Linked DNA regions of Mus musculus: region 1 is linked to region 2. A link is a contact called in public Micro-C data. All regions are on one chromosome and are shown on one strand. Each heading gives the region's core, a stretch centred on a gene start, on an enhancer-like site or on the middle of the called end of the contact. The rest is flanking DNA. Distances are from core to core; before and after follow the strand shown. Region 1 holds the start of Soga1 (suppressor of glucose, autophagy associated 1). Region 2 overlaps Soga1 (suppressor of glucose, autophagy associated 1).

What was found. A called contact is a pair of places that touch in the nucleus more often than the background predicts.
Region 1: a contact with region 2 is called in a Micro-C map of muscle stem cells, with 5 times the contacts expected there. The contact joins the promoter of Soga1 here to the enhancer-like site in region 2. A contact is called at or near these places in 22 of 39 promoter capture datasets (the 3T3-L1 cell line, 3T3-L1-derived adipocytes, the C10 cell line and 16 more), 3 of 15 datasets of contacts at CTCF or cohesin (the NIH/3T3 cell line, large pre-B cells and stem cell-derived epiblast-like cells), 105 of 484 Hi-C or Micro-C datasets (3T3-L1-derived adipocytes, the 63-12 cell line, the AML12 cell line and 66 more), 31 of 115 datasets of contacts at active chromatin or transcription factors (the HPC-7 cell line, VIP interneurons, bone marrow-derived dendritic cells and 19 more) and 5 of 9 other capture datasets (adipose tissue, embryonic stem cells, liver and 2 more).

What each region holds. Positions count from the first base shown.
Region 1 is chr2:157,076,146-157,081,838 of GRCm38.p6, reverse strand. It overlaps Soga1 (suppressor of glucose, autophagy associated 1), which reads left to right and starts at 2,574. Exons shown (of 15, transcript NM_001164663.1): 1 at 2,574-3,610. The coding sequence starts at 2,930. It also overlaps a transcript of Tldc2 not described here.
Region 2 is chr2:157,032,674-157,037,967 of GRCm38.p6, reverse strand. Soga1 (suppressor of glucose, autophagy associated 1) reads left to right here. Exons shown (of 15, transcript NM_001164663.1): 6 at 658-798; 7 at 4,585-4,710. Among named protein-coding and RNA genes, the nearest start is that of Dsn1, 28 kb to the right of the region's middle. Within about 2 kb of position 1,342, at least 52 of the 459 cell types and tissues checked have an H3K27ac peak or open chromatin away from gene starts, as enhancers often do. A contact at or near this core is called in the C2C12 cell line, the HL-1 cell line, the N1E-115 cell line and 10 more, where this site is marked.

The DNA of each region.
Region 1 (5,693 bases), core at 1,325-3,824, 43 kb before region 2:
CCATCCCCGCCACTAAAGCCACCATCGAAGGCTTCCTCCTTGACCGGATGTCTGACTTTGGCTGTGCATTCCAGTAACCCACTACTGTGTGAAAAAAAAAAAAATTGGGGCAGGCAAACCCTGGTGCCTTCAGAGAGTTGTTCTACAGTTTAGGTGGCAGGGCTGGTGAGAGAATTCACTTCTCTACTCCTCACTGGTGGTGGCTCCAGGCTGTCAGGGAAGCTTCTGTAAGGTCCGGTAGCCAGTGGGGACTAGAGCTAGAGTTGGCTGGACGGACTTTACGGGACCACCCCATGAGACCTAACCGTACTTTTCATGTGGTGACCGGATTCCACGGATGGAGAGAGGGAGCAACAGAGAAAGCTTGTGAGTGAGGGCTTGCCAGATGCCATGCCATGCCATGCCACAGAGGTCTTCTGCCCAGGCTGGAGGGCAGGAAGCAGACCCTGAGGCTGTTGGCAGTGCCAGGATGGCTATGAGAAGAGCTAGCGATCCGATGGGTGACAGCAACTCCTAAAAGTTGTCCTCTGACCTTTTATGTGCACTGTGGCATGTGTGCACTTGTGTGTGTGTGTATGCATGTGTGACATGCACACATTACTACTACTACTACTACTACTACTACTACTACTACTACTACTACTACTACAACAACAATTGGAATATATATCATGTGCTTCTTTTTGGAGAATGCAACCAGACATAAATTCCTTAATCCTGCTGGGCGGTGGTGGCGCAAGCCTTTAATCCCAGCACTCGGGAGGCAGAGGCAGGTGGATTTCTGAGTTCGAGGCCAGTCTGGACTACAGAGTGAGTTTCAGGACAGCCAGGGCTACACAGAGAAACCCTGTCTCGAAAAGCCAAAAAAAAGTTCCTTAATCCTTCTGAGACAAGAGTTGACAGACTTTTGTACTCCCAGCTGTTTGGAAAGCTTAAGCCCATGAATTCAAGGCCAGCCTGGCAATAAAATGAGACACCATCTTGAGAGAGAGGTGTGGGGGGAGAATTCTAAGATTCTTTGTTGAAATATGGAGCATGGTCTGCATTAGTGCCTACCCAGCTGAGGATGGTCTCATGCATATGCCCTCACACTGCAAAAACCCATGTTCTATAGGAAGCAACAAGTTTCAAGAACTGCACATTCTCTCTGTATCACTTCAATGAGCCCCTTAAGAGCAGGGACAATCACGATAATGAACTTGTAATGGACCCATTAGAGCAGGCTAGGACTGGACTCCGCGGCTTGGGTGTAGGAGGACTCCCCAGGGTCCTCAGGGTTCCCAGGTGCTAGGCAGACCTGCTTGTACTTCGAGGTGGATGGTGGGTCAATAAAAGAAAAAGGAGTAGACCTTGAACTAGTTGGCCATGATGTAGGTCAGGTTAGGAGAAAGGGGAGGAGCCAAAGTAAAGATGAGGGAAGAAGAGGAGGACGAGGAACCCATGGAAAAGAAGGGGGAAAAGAGAAGGGGAGAGAAAGACCGAGAAGGGTCTAAAGGAAGAAAAAGAGGCTGCATAGTGTGTGTGTGTGTGTGTGTGTGTGTGTGTGTGTGTACGAGCTACCTTCTGGGTGGCAAGAGACTGGGCAGCTACCATGCTGATGAGTGCCTTCCCAGGGCCAAAGAACTTACTATGGTTTAGGCACAGTGTGGAGAGGGCAGAGGTGAGGAAGGTGTAAGGGATTCTGAGAAATTAACTCTGATAGCCTGAATAGCTCAAGAGGAAAGAAACCATGCCCACCAATACTGGGGCCTTGGAGTCTGTGGTGGAGTCAATCTGACCCTGTTGGTATTCAGGGTCACAGTCCCATGCCAGCCCCTAACCGGCCTAGAACCTGCCCCCTAAGCACCTAACGGTCTGGCATCCTCAAGGCACAGCCTGAAGTTAATCGCAAAGACCATGAAATTGGGGTCGGGGAGACAAGACTATGCCCGGGTTCATAGGCAACTAGGGTGTGCAAGATCCAAGATGCACGCGGAACGCCACGGTTCCAATGGCAGCGGACAGATAGACGAGGCAAAAGGAGTCCAGCATACTCTGTAGGATCCATCCTGCTTCCTTCTCAGACCAAGAACCGACCGCGTGCCAGGTCGTGTTCAGTTTAAGGTTCTATAGGATGGGGTCGTTTGTCATGCCCAGTTAAAGGGGGCGGAGTTCGCGCAGGCTCAGCACCCACAAGGGGCGCGCGGCGCGGTGCTGGGTGTGCATGGATGCTGGCTCCGGCCCTTTGAGGTCCGCGGGGCCTCTGCCAGGGAATAGTCTCTCCTGTCGTCCACGAGGCCCCTACGGCGACGCCGGGCTTCCAGGCTCCTCGGCCGGGTGTGATCCCCCAGCCCGCAGAGGAGCGGCCGGCGGCCCGGAGCGGCGGGAGCGAGCCGAGGCCGCGGCTGCCCGGGCCCGCCTGACCCTCGAGGGGGTCGCTGTTGCCTCGCGGATCCCTCCCTCGCTCCCCGCTCGCGTCCCTCCCCGCTGCTCCCGCCGCGTCCGCCTTTTGTTCGCCGAGCCGCGCGCCCCCGAGCCGAGGCGGCGGGGCGGGGAGCTGGCGGGGCTGCGTGGGGGGCGGGCCGCGCCGGGCGGAGCCGGGGCCCTGGCCTCAGCCGGACTGGGAGTCCGAGGCGGCGATCGCCGAGCAGGCTGCAGTCGGGGTCCGGGCGCACTCCGGGGGCGCGGCGAGGCGGAGGGGGCGGGCACCGGGCGGAGCCGGAGTCGGAGTCGCGGCGCCTGGAGGAGATCGGGCCGCGCGCTGAGAGCACCGAGTGGCGGAGAGGCCGCGCGGCGCGGGGCAGGGCCCGAGCGCAGCCCCCGGACGCAGGAGACCGGAGCGCAGTCGCGGCCTGAGCGGCGGGAGCGCATCCGAGACCCGCCGCAGGGACACCCAAGCCGGCCACTCCCGGGCCATGCGCGCCGCTCGCTGAGACCCGGGGAGGCCGCGATGGAGACGCCAGCGGGAGAGTCATCGGCGCGGGGCTACGGCCCCCCGCCTGCGCCCGCGCCCGCCGCGGAGAGGAAGAAAAGCCACCGCGCGCCATCACCAGCCCGGCCCAAGGACGTGGCCGGCTGGTCTCTGGCCAAAGGCCGCCGCGGCACAGGCCCGGGCTCCGCTACAGCCTGTGGCACCGCGTCCTCGGCGAGGCCCGACAAGAAGGGGCGCGCGGTGGCTCCTGGTACCCGAGGCACGGGGCCTCGGGTGGCCGGGGTGCGCACGGGGGTCCGCGCCAAGGGTCGCCCTCGTCCCGGTACCGGGCCCCGCCCGCCGCCGCCGCCGCCCAGCCTCACGGACAGTAGCTCCGAGGTGTCGGACTGCGCGTCGGAGGAGGCGCGCCAGTTGGGCCTGGAGCTGGCGCTGAGCAGCGACGCCGAGTCTGCGGCGGGCGGCCCGGCGGGGACCCGCACCGGGCAGCCGCCCCAGCCAGCGCAGTCGGGGCAGCAGCCTCCGCGGCCTCCCGCCTCCCCGGATGAGCCGTCGGTGGCCGCATCGTCGGTGGGCAGCAGCCGCTTGCCACTCAGCGCCTCGCTAGCCTTCTCCGACCTCACCGAGGAGATGCTGGACTGTGGGCCCGGAGGCTTGGTGCGGGAGCTGGAAGAGCTGCGTTCCGAGAACGACTATCTCAAGGTGGGGACCTGGGGGGGATGGGGGAGGCGCAGGGGCGGGAGAGGACTGGTCATCCGGGCTCAAGAGTCCAGGGCGCTGACCAAGCAGGGAGAGTGCCCCACCTTCTCTTCCCACTTTTCCGGTGAGGAGGATTATGGATAAGACACCGAGTAAAGGACCCCAATGTGCACTTTCCCACCCGCGGTAAAACTGTTTTAGAGGACACGTTCTGATGGGTGAGTGGGGATAGTCAGCCAAGGCTGACCTTCCCCCCCTCTAACCTGCCCAGGACCCCGGTCCCAGATCAGCAGGCTTTCTCGGCTCTCTGTTCTGGAACCAATGTCCGTGTGTTAGGCTGCCAGGGAAACCGTGCTATCCCCTGGCAAGGAGAGGCAGAACACCATCCTAAGTCCTTACCCAGGGCTTCCCCGGCAGGCCTGTCCTCGCCTGCCTTTTGGGGCGGATCCAGTTTGAAAGCGTGACATCTGGGAACATCCCCTTGGCTCGAGTCCACTTCCGCCCAGTCTAACGGTCCCACAGCCTGGGAGGATGATGTCGTGGGAGAACTGGTTCAGAGGCCACTTCCTCAATCCCAGGATATTGTCTTCTGTCCCCTCTGAGAGAGGTTTGGGCAGACTTGGCCCGTGCTCCCTGTGGGAAGAGGGAAACTGTCCTGCTGGTTAGGGGTATTCCCTCTGTGTGTGGGCCTGGAGAGCTGTCTGGGAGAAGCAATCGTCGGTGACTGGGCACCTAGGTGCAGCCCATGCTCTGGCTGCCTCTTCTTTGACATGGTGGCAGCTATGGGGACAGTCCTGCCCTGGCTTCTTGACCTTGGTGTGGGAAGCTGGGATCTTCACGGGCTGCACTGCCGCTGCTGGAAGAGGCTACAGTATTGTCTGCACTTGACAGTTGATGGCCTGGCACAACACCCAGAGTGCCCTGGCCAGGAGCCATTGAGTTGACAGCACTCTAATGACATGTCTGCCCTGTGGCACTTAACTGCCTCTTGCTTCTACTGTCGGGGGAGTCTTCCTTAGGATGTTGGGGTGTCCCTCTTGCTTTCCTTTGGGTCCTCTATCCAGCATGTTCTCAGGAAACTCCTGTACACTAGAGGACACAGGTCTATCTGACAAAGGATTATTTACCACCTGTTTGTAGCCTGGGCCTTCCCCAAACCAGGCCTCCATTTTTTTTTTTTTTCAGTTAAATGGGAGTGTAAGTCTTCACAAAGGTGTTACTCACTGTTGACATTTGGGAGCTGGGGTTCAGTTAGAGGGCGAAGTCTTCTGAAGTCAGTGGTTAGAGTGCAGGCCCTGAGGATGGAGTCAGTCTTCCGAGATGCTCCTCGTGGCTTCCTGAATTCCCAGCCTGAGCTACTCCAGACCTGGACCCGAGCACCAGATGAGCACAACTCACAGTTCTTGGTTTGGTTTCTTCCTGCCCAGATCCCGGGCCCTTTCCTGTGCTCCCAGGAAGTGGTCAGACAGAGTCCCTAACTCCATCTGAAGCTACCCATGAGTATGTAGATGGGAAAGTGGTCCCAGGAGGCTGGGGGTCGAGTCCAGGTTCTCCTAGAGACCAAGACTGGGTTGAGTTCCAGTTCCAGGGCCAGACTGAGCCTCACTTTCTGCCAACCATTCAGTTGAGTTTTTGGGCGAAAGCTTCAGGCCCCTGTTGGATCTGTAGCTTCCTGGCTGTGTAATCTTGGGCACATTACTTACCATGTTTGGACCTGAGTTTTCTCATCTTAAGACTTGAATAAGTACACACAGATCATCCTTAAAGATTAAATGTGCACGTAGCTAGAGCATTTGGCACGGTAGGAAACTTCAGATGCGGTGGCTGAGATCTCCTGCTGCTCTCAGGATGGAGAGCATGGTGCCTTGTGCATCTGTCACATTCTTTTGTGGATTCTATGGGATCAGGCTGGGGTCTTCCTCCTTACCTCGAGGCCATCCATCCATCCATCCATCCAGTCAGTCACTGTTTGCTTAGAGCAGATTTTGGAGTATGAGTGAACTAGGGAGAGCCTCTGTGACACCAAGAGTTAAACAATAGTCACAACAAAACACAATGCGCCTGGTGATAAGGGTGAGCTTTGTGG
Region 2 (5,294 bases), core at 93-2,592:
GGTGATCTGCAGAACCAGGGAGGGATAGGAGCCCCACTCGAAAGGTCCCACCGCCTAGCGAGGGGGAATTAATTAGTCAATCTGTCAAGCCTGTGAATGTGACATGAGAAATGGTTTTTATCAACCAGGAACTTGTCCTAGATCTTGAAGGGGCTCAGATCATTGAGAGAAGGAACACGGTAGGTCGAAGGAACAGGACAGAGTTGTGAGGCTGGGCTGCAGAGAGCGTGGAGTGGTGTGGTTTTCATCCTGAGAGAATGGCGGGAGATTGCTGTGTGTGGCCCTGCACTGCATGGGACCGGGCGGGTAGTGGCTTCAGCTGTGCTGCTGTGGCTTCAGATCGCTTCTTGAAAGGGGAGGCCCGTGTTGAGTCTCCCTCTTCCTGAAGTAAGAGTGAGCAGGGACCACACGGGTCACCGACAGGGTGATAGAATTGTTTCAGAGGGCTTTGCGTAAGAGCCATTCACAAAATTAATGTTTCCACTTGCCCCACTGCTCGTTATGCAATAAGCAAATGAGTTGTGGCCTCGCACCCTGGGAAGGCCAATTCACCCAGGCTCCCTCTCATGTGGACAAAGCCCATTATATGGCAGAGGCCTGGTGGGGACCTTTGTTGCACTCCTTGGGCCTCTCCCTATGGATCTCTTCTGCTTTTAGCCACCTGACTTCAGAGACCTGCTTGAGTGGGAGCCCAGGATCCGAGAGGCCTTCCGTACCGGGGACTTGGAGTCCAAGCCTGACCCTAGTCGGAACTTCAGGCCCTACCGAGCTGAAGATAACGATTCTTATGCCTCTGAGGTGGGTCTAGGCCTAAGCAGGCTGTTGGGTGGAAGCCGATTGCCTCCTGAAAGCAGGCAGGGTGGCCCTTGGAGGAGGATGGTATAGGTTTTAAGCATTTAAACTTCTGACAGCCAAGGCAAAAAAAGAAAGAAAGAAAGAAAGAGAGAGAGAGAGAGAGAGAGAGAGAGAGAGAGAGAGAGAGAGAGAGAGAAAGAGAAAAGGGAATTTGAATCAATCCCGTGGTTTAGTTAGAGGAAGCTTAGCTGGATATGGGACATGATATCAAACTGTAATCCCAGTGTCAGGACGCTGAGGCAGCCTGAATGCTGAGCTGGAGGCCATCTTGAAATGACTAACTTATGTAGCAGAGAAGCAATGGCCTCTCCATTTAGGCTGTTTGAGTTCATGCTGTGACTTTCTGGGTGCTGGCTGTGAGATCTCGGGTACGTCATTTCACTCTCGAAAATTGTCAGGTTTGCCACAGACAAGTACAGAGCCTCATAGGATTGTTGGCCTGGCCTCCACGGGTTGAGGATGAGGTCGGTGTCCGTGACAAGTCACATGGACTCAGGGATCCTGAGTGCTGAGTCACTCTGCTGGTCTGGTGGTGTGACCTTCGACATGTCCACTCCCATGGGCCCGGCTTTCCCACCACAACAGTTATAATCCCTAGAGTTGCTAAGATTCTCTGATCTTTGAGAAGTTCCCTGTCCTCCTGAGCCTGGGAAACTCCCTGGAACTGAAGGGTCCAACTGCCTAGTGAGGTGGTCTGGATGTCCTCATAACCATGGCGAAGGAGGAAGAGGAAGAGCGTTGTCTGGGGCTGGAGAGATGGCTCAGTGGTTAAGAGCACCGACTGCTCTTCCAAAGGTCGTGAGTTCAAATCCCAGCAACCACATGGTGGCTCACAACCATCTGTAATGGGATCTGATGCCCTCTTCTGGGGTGTCTGAAGACAGCTACAGCGTACTTACATATAATAAATAAATCTTTAAAAAGAAAAAAGAAAAGAAAAGCACTGTCTGGACAAGGAGCTAAGCTGTAGTGCTGTGTAGCCTTAGCTTTGATCCCCAGTCAGGAGATGGATAGACAGAGAGAAGGGGAGGGAGAGAGGAAGAAGAGGAGGAGGAGGAAGAAGAGGAAGAAGAGGAGGACGATGACTACGTTGAAGCAACCTGAGATGCTTAGATCTCGTTTTCTGAGAAGAAAATAGGCTTGTTTGTTTGTGTTGGCTCATTTACACCTTGACTCCGTTTCCTTCATTCTTACCGATTAGCTATGACTAAGCACAGCGCCAACCCCCAGTTCAAGAGCGATGTGCAGGGGCAGGCGCCTGACTTCTATTTAAGAGGTTTTTTTTTTTTGTTTCTTTGTTGAGCCAGGGTCTCAGTAATTATATTATGCTTACTTCAAACTTACCATCCTCCTGCCTACAACTTCCAAGTGCTGGGATTACAGGCACATGACAGTTTGCCCAGATCTGCAGAGATTTTTAATACAGAACAGGTGTACAAGACACGCCTCGTATCACTGCAGAGACGGCCAAATTATATTATTGGCCACATTTTTTTTCACAGCAGGAACCTGCTATGCCTGGGACCATGTCCACTCTTCTGTTCCTGTGCAGCGTGTTAGAGTCAACATTCCTGTTACCAGAAATACTTAACACTTGTCTTTTGCGATGGAGTCTTACTGTGTTGCTCAGGCTGGCCTCAGACTCACAGGTTCCGGTGATCCGCCTGCTTCATGCCCACTTCATCTCATCTAAAAAATGTTGTTACTGGGGAATAACAGCAAAGTAGTGATGGATGGGGCTGCAGCTCAGTGATGAGGCACTTGCTCAGCACGTGTGAGGCCTTGTGCCCACACAAGGCAGGGTCTTGCTATGTAACCCAGCACCAGTGCACACACATGGACTCACATGCACACACAAGCAGACACGTGTGTACACACACATGCACTGCACATGGACACACCCATGTACCACACATGCATACACATTCATACATGCCTGCACACATATGCACACATACATGCATGTATTAGTCAGGGTTCTCTAGAGTCACAGAACTTATGGATAGTCTCTAGATAGTAAAGGAATTTATTGATGACTTACAGTCGGCAGCCCAATTCCCAACAATGGTTCAGTCGCAGCTGTGAATGGAAGTCCAAGGATCTAGCAGTTACTCAGTCTCACGCAGCAAGCAGGCGAAGGAGCAAGAGCAAGAGCTAGACTCCCTTCTTCCAATGTCCCTATATTGTCTCCAGCAGAAGGTGTAGCCCAGATTAAAGGTGTGTCCCACCACACCTTTAATCCCAGATGAAAGGCGTAGCCCAGATTAAAGGTGTGTTCCTTAAACTCCGAGATTCAATCTTCTGGAATCCATAGCCACTATGGCTCAAGATCTTCAAACCAAGATCTAGATAAGGATCTCCAAGCCTCCAGATAAGGGTCACTGGTGAGCCTTCCAATTCTGGATTGTAGTTCATTCCAAATATAGTCAAGTTGACAACCAGGAATAGCCACTACAATGCATTACACATGGATACACACATGCACCACACATGCATGCACATACATGCACATACACACACACGGGGAAGGGCAGAGATGGAGAAAGGAAGGAGAATGGGTGCCTATGGCTTTTGACAAACTGAACACTTCTCTCCCCTTTGGTGCTTTGGGCAGGGTCTTGCTATGTAACCCACGCTGGCCTCAAGCTCATGACTTCCTGTTTTGTAAGTAACATCTAGAATCATAAGAAGACTCTAGACATCTGTGTTCCCTACTAGTCTGCTGTCTGTCTGTCTGTCTATCTATCTATCTATCTATCTATCTATCTATCTATCTATCTATCTTGTGTGTGGGTATGTGCACATGGTATATAAGTCAGCGGACAGTTTATAGGAGTTGGTTCTCTCCTCCCACCATGTGGGTCCCAGGGATCAAACCCAGGTCCTGACGCTTGGCTGCAAGCACCTTTATCTGCTGAGCCATCTTGACAGCCCAAGAACAAATTAACTTCATTTAGCTCTAAATGCTTTTAAAACACAATTTCCCCCAGAAAATGGAGAATTTGGTTAGCTTTTTTAAAATGATCTTACTCCATAGTTACTGAAATCCACAAATAATCACAATTAAACTTCTGGGCAGCATTATTACATGAAGAAACAAAGAAAAGCAAGATCATTCTGTAGTTAACCACACCGACGTTCACCGTAGTTCTGTTACGTAACAACGCTCAAAGACAGCATCTGTGACGGAACATCTGGATGGAACTTAACACATACAGATCCACTAAACACATCTGAAACCTCATTTATCTTTTAAACTGCGTCTAAATTTGTAATTATAGACAGTGCCCTAGCTTGGGAGTGGCAAGCACCTATAGCCCCAGCTACCTGGGGGAGCTGAAGTAGGGGGATACCTTGAGCTCAGGAGTTTGCCACCAGCCTGTGAGACTCTACATCAGAAATAAGTAATCAATTACATTTAATCAGTTAATTTGATCAATTAAAGAGACTATGAACAACGTTGTGACTTACATTGAGTTTGCACAGGATTTTTCTTTTCTGCAGCTACGTTTGCAAGAGAGAAATGTTAAAATTATATTGGGAAGATTTGACACGTACTGTTTTGTGTAATTGTCCTGATGACCCGCTAGGCAAGGACAGTGCTGTGCCTCGTAGAGGTGACTCCCATCCAGTTTTCTGTTGACTCCTTACTGCTTCTGTTCTTTGACCACAGCCTGTGTCTTCTCCTTCCTCCTTGTCTGTCCCCTCCACCCTACCTCCCTCCTGCAGATCAAGGATCTTCAGCTGGTCCTGGCCGAGGCCCACGACAGCCTCCGGGGCTTGCAAGAGCAGCTGTCCCAGGAGCGGCAGCTCCGGAAGGAGGAGGCTGACAGCTTCAACCAGAAAATGGTCCAGGTGGGTTTGTACCACAGGTTTGTGTTTTTTGTTTTTTTACTGACTATAGCTTGTCTCAGAAGGGAAGGTAAAGGGGCCATGGGATAGCTCTTTGGTAGAACACTTGACCAGCGCGTGAGAAGCTCTGGGTTCTGTTCCCAGCATAGGAAGAAATCAAACACTACTAAAAAGAAGGGGACAACACTGGGGAAACCCAAGCTTCCCCACCCCTGCGCTCTGCCAGTTTGTGGTTGTCAGCAGCTACACTGAGCTGGAGCCAATCACATGGTAATAGTTTTCTGGGTGACGGTGAGCCTGCTTAATATTTCTGGGTCTTGCTTGGTTGTGTTTGTTTGAGAAAGGGTTTCTCCGTGTAGCCCTGGTTATCCACTTGATATGTTGACTGGGTTGATTTTAACTCACAGAAATCCTCCTGCTTCTGTCTCCCGGGTGCTGGGATTAAAGACATACAGCACCACGCCTGTCTCTGTTTCATGTCTTTTTTTAAAAAAATTTTTTTTAAAGAATTTTTACTTTTAATTACATGTAGATGTGTATGTAAATGTGCATGCCTGTGTAGGTATGTGTGTATGTATGTGTATATA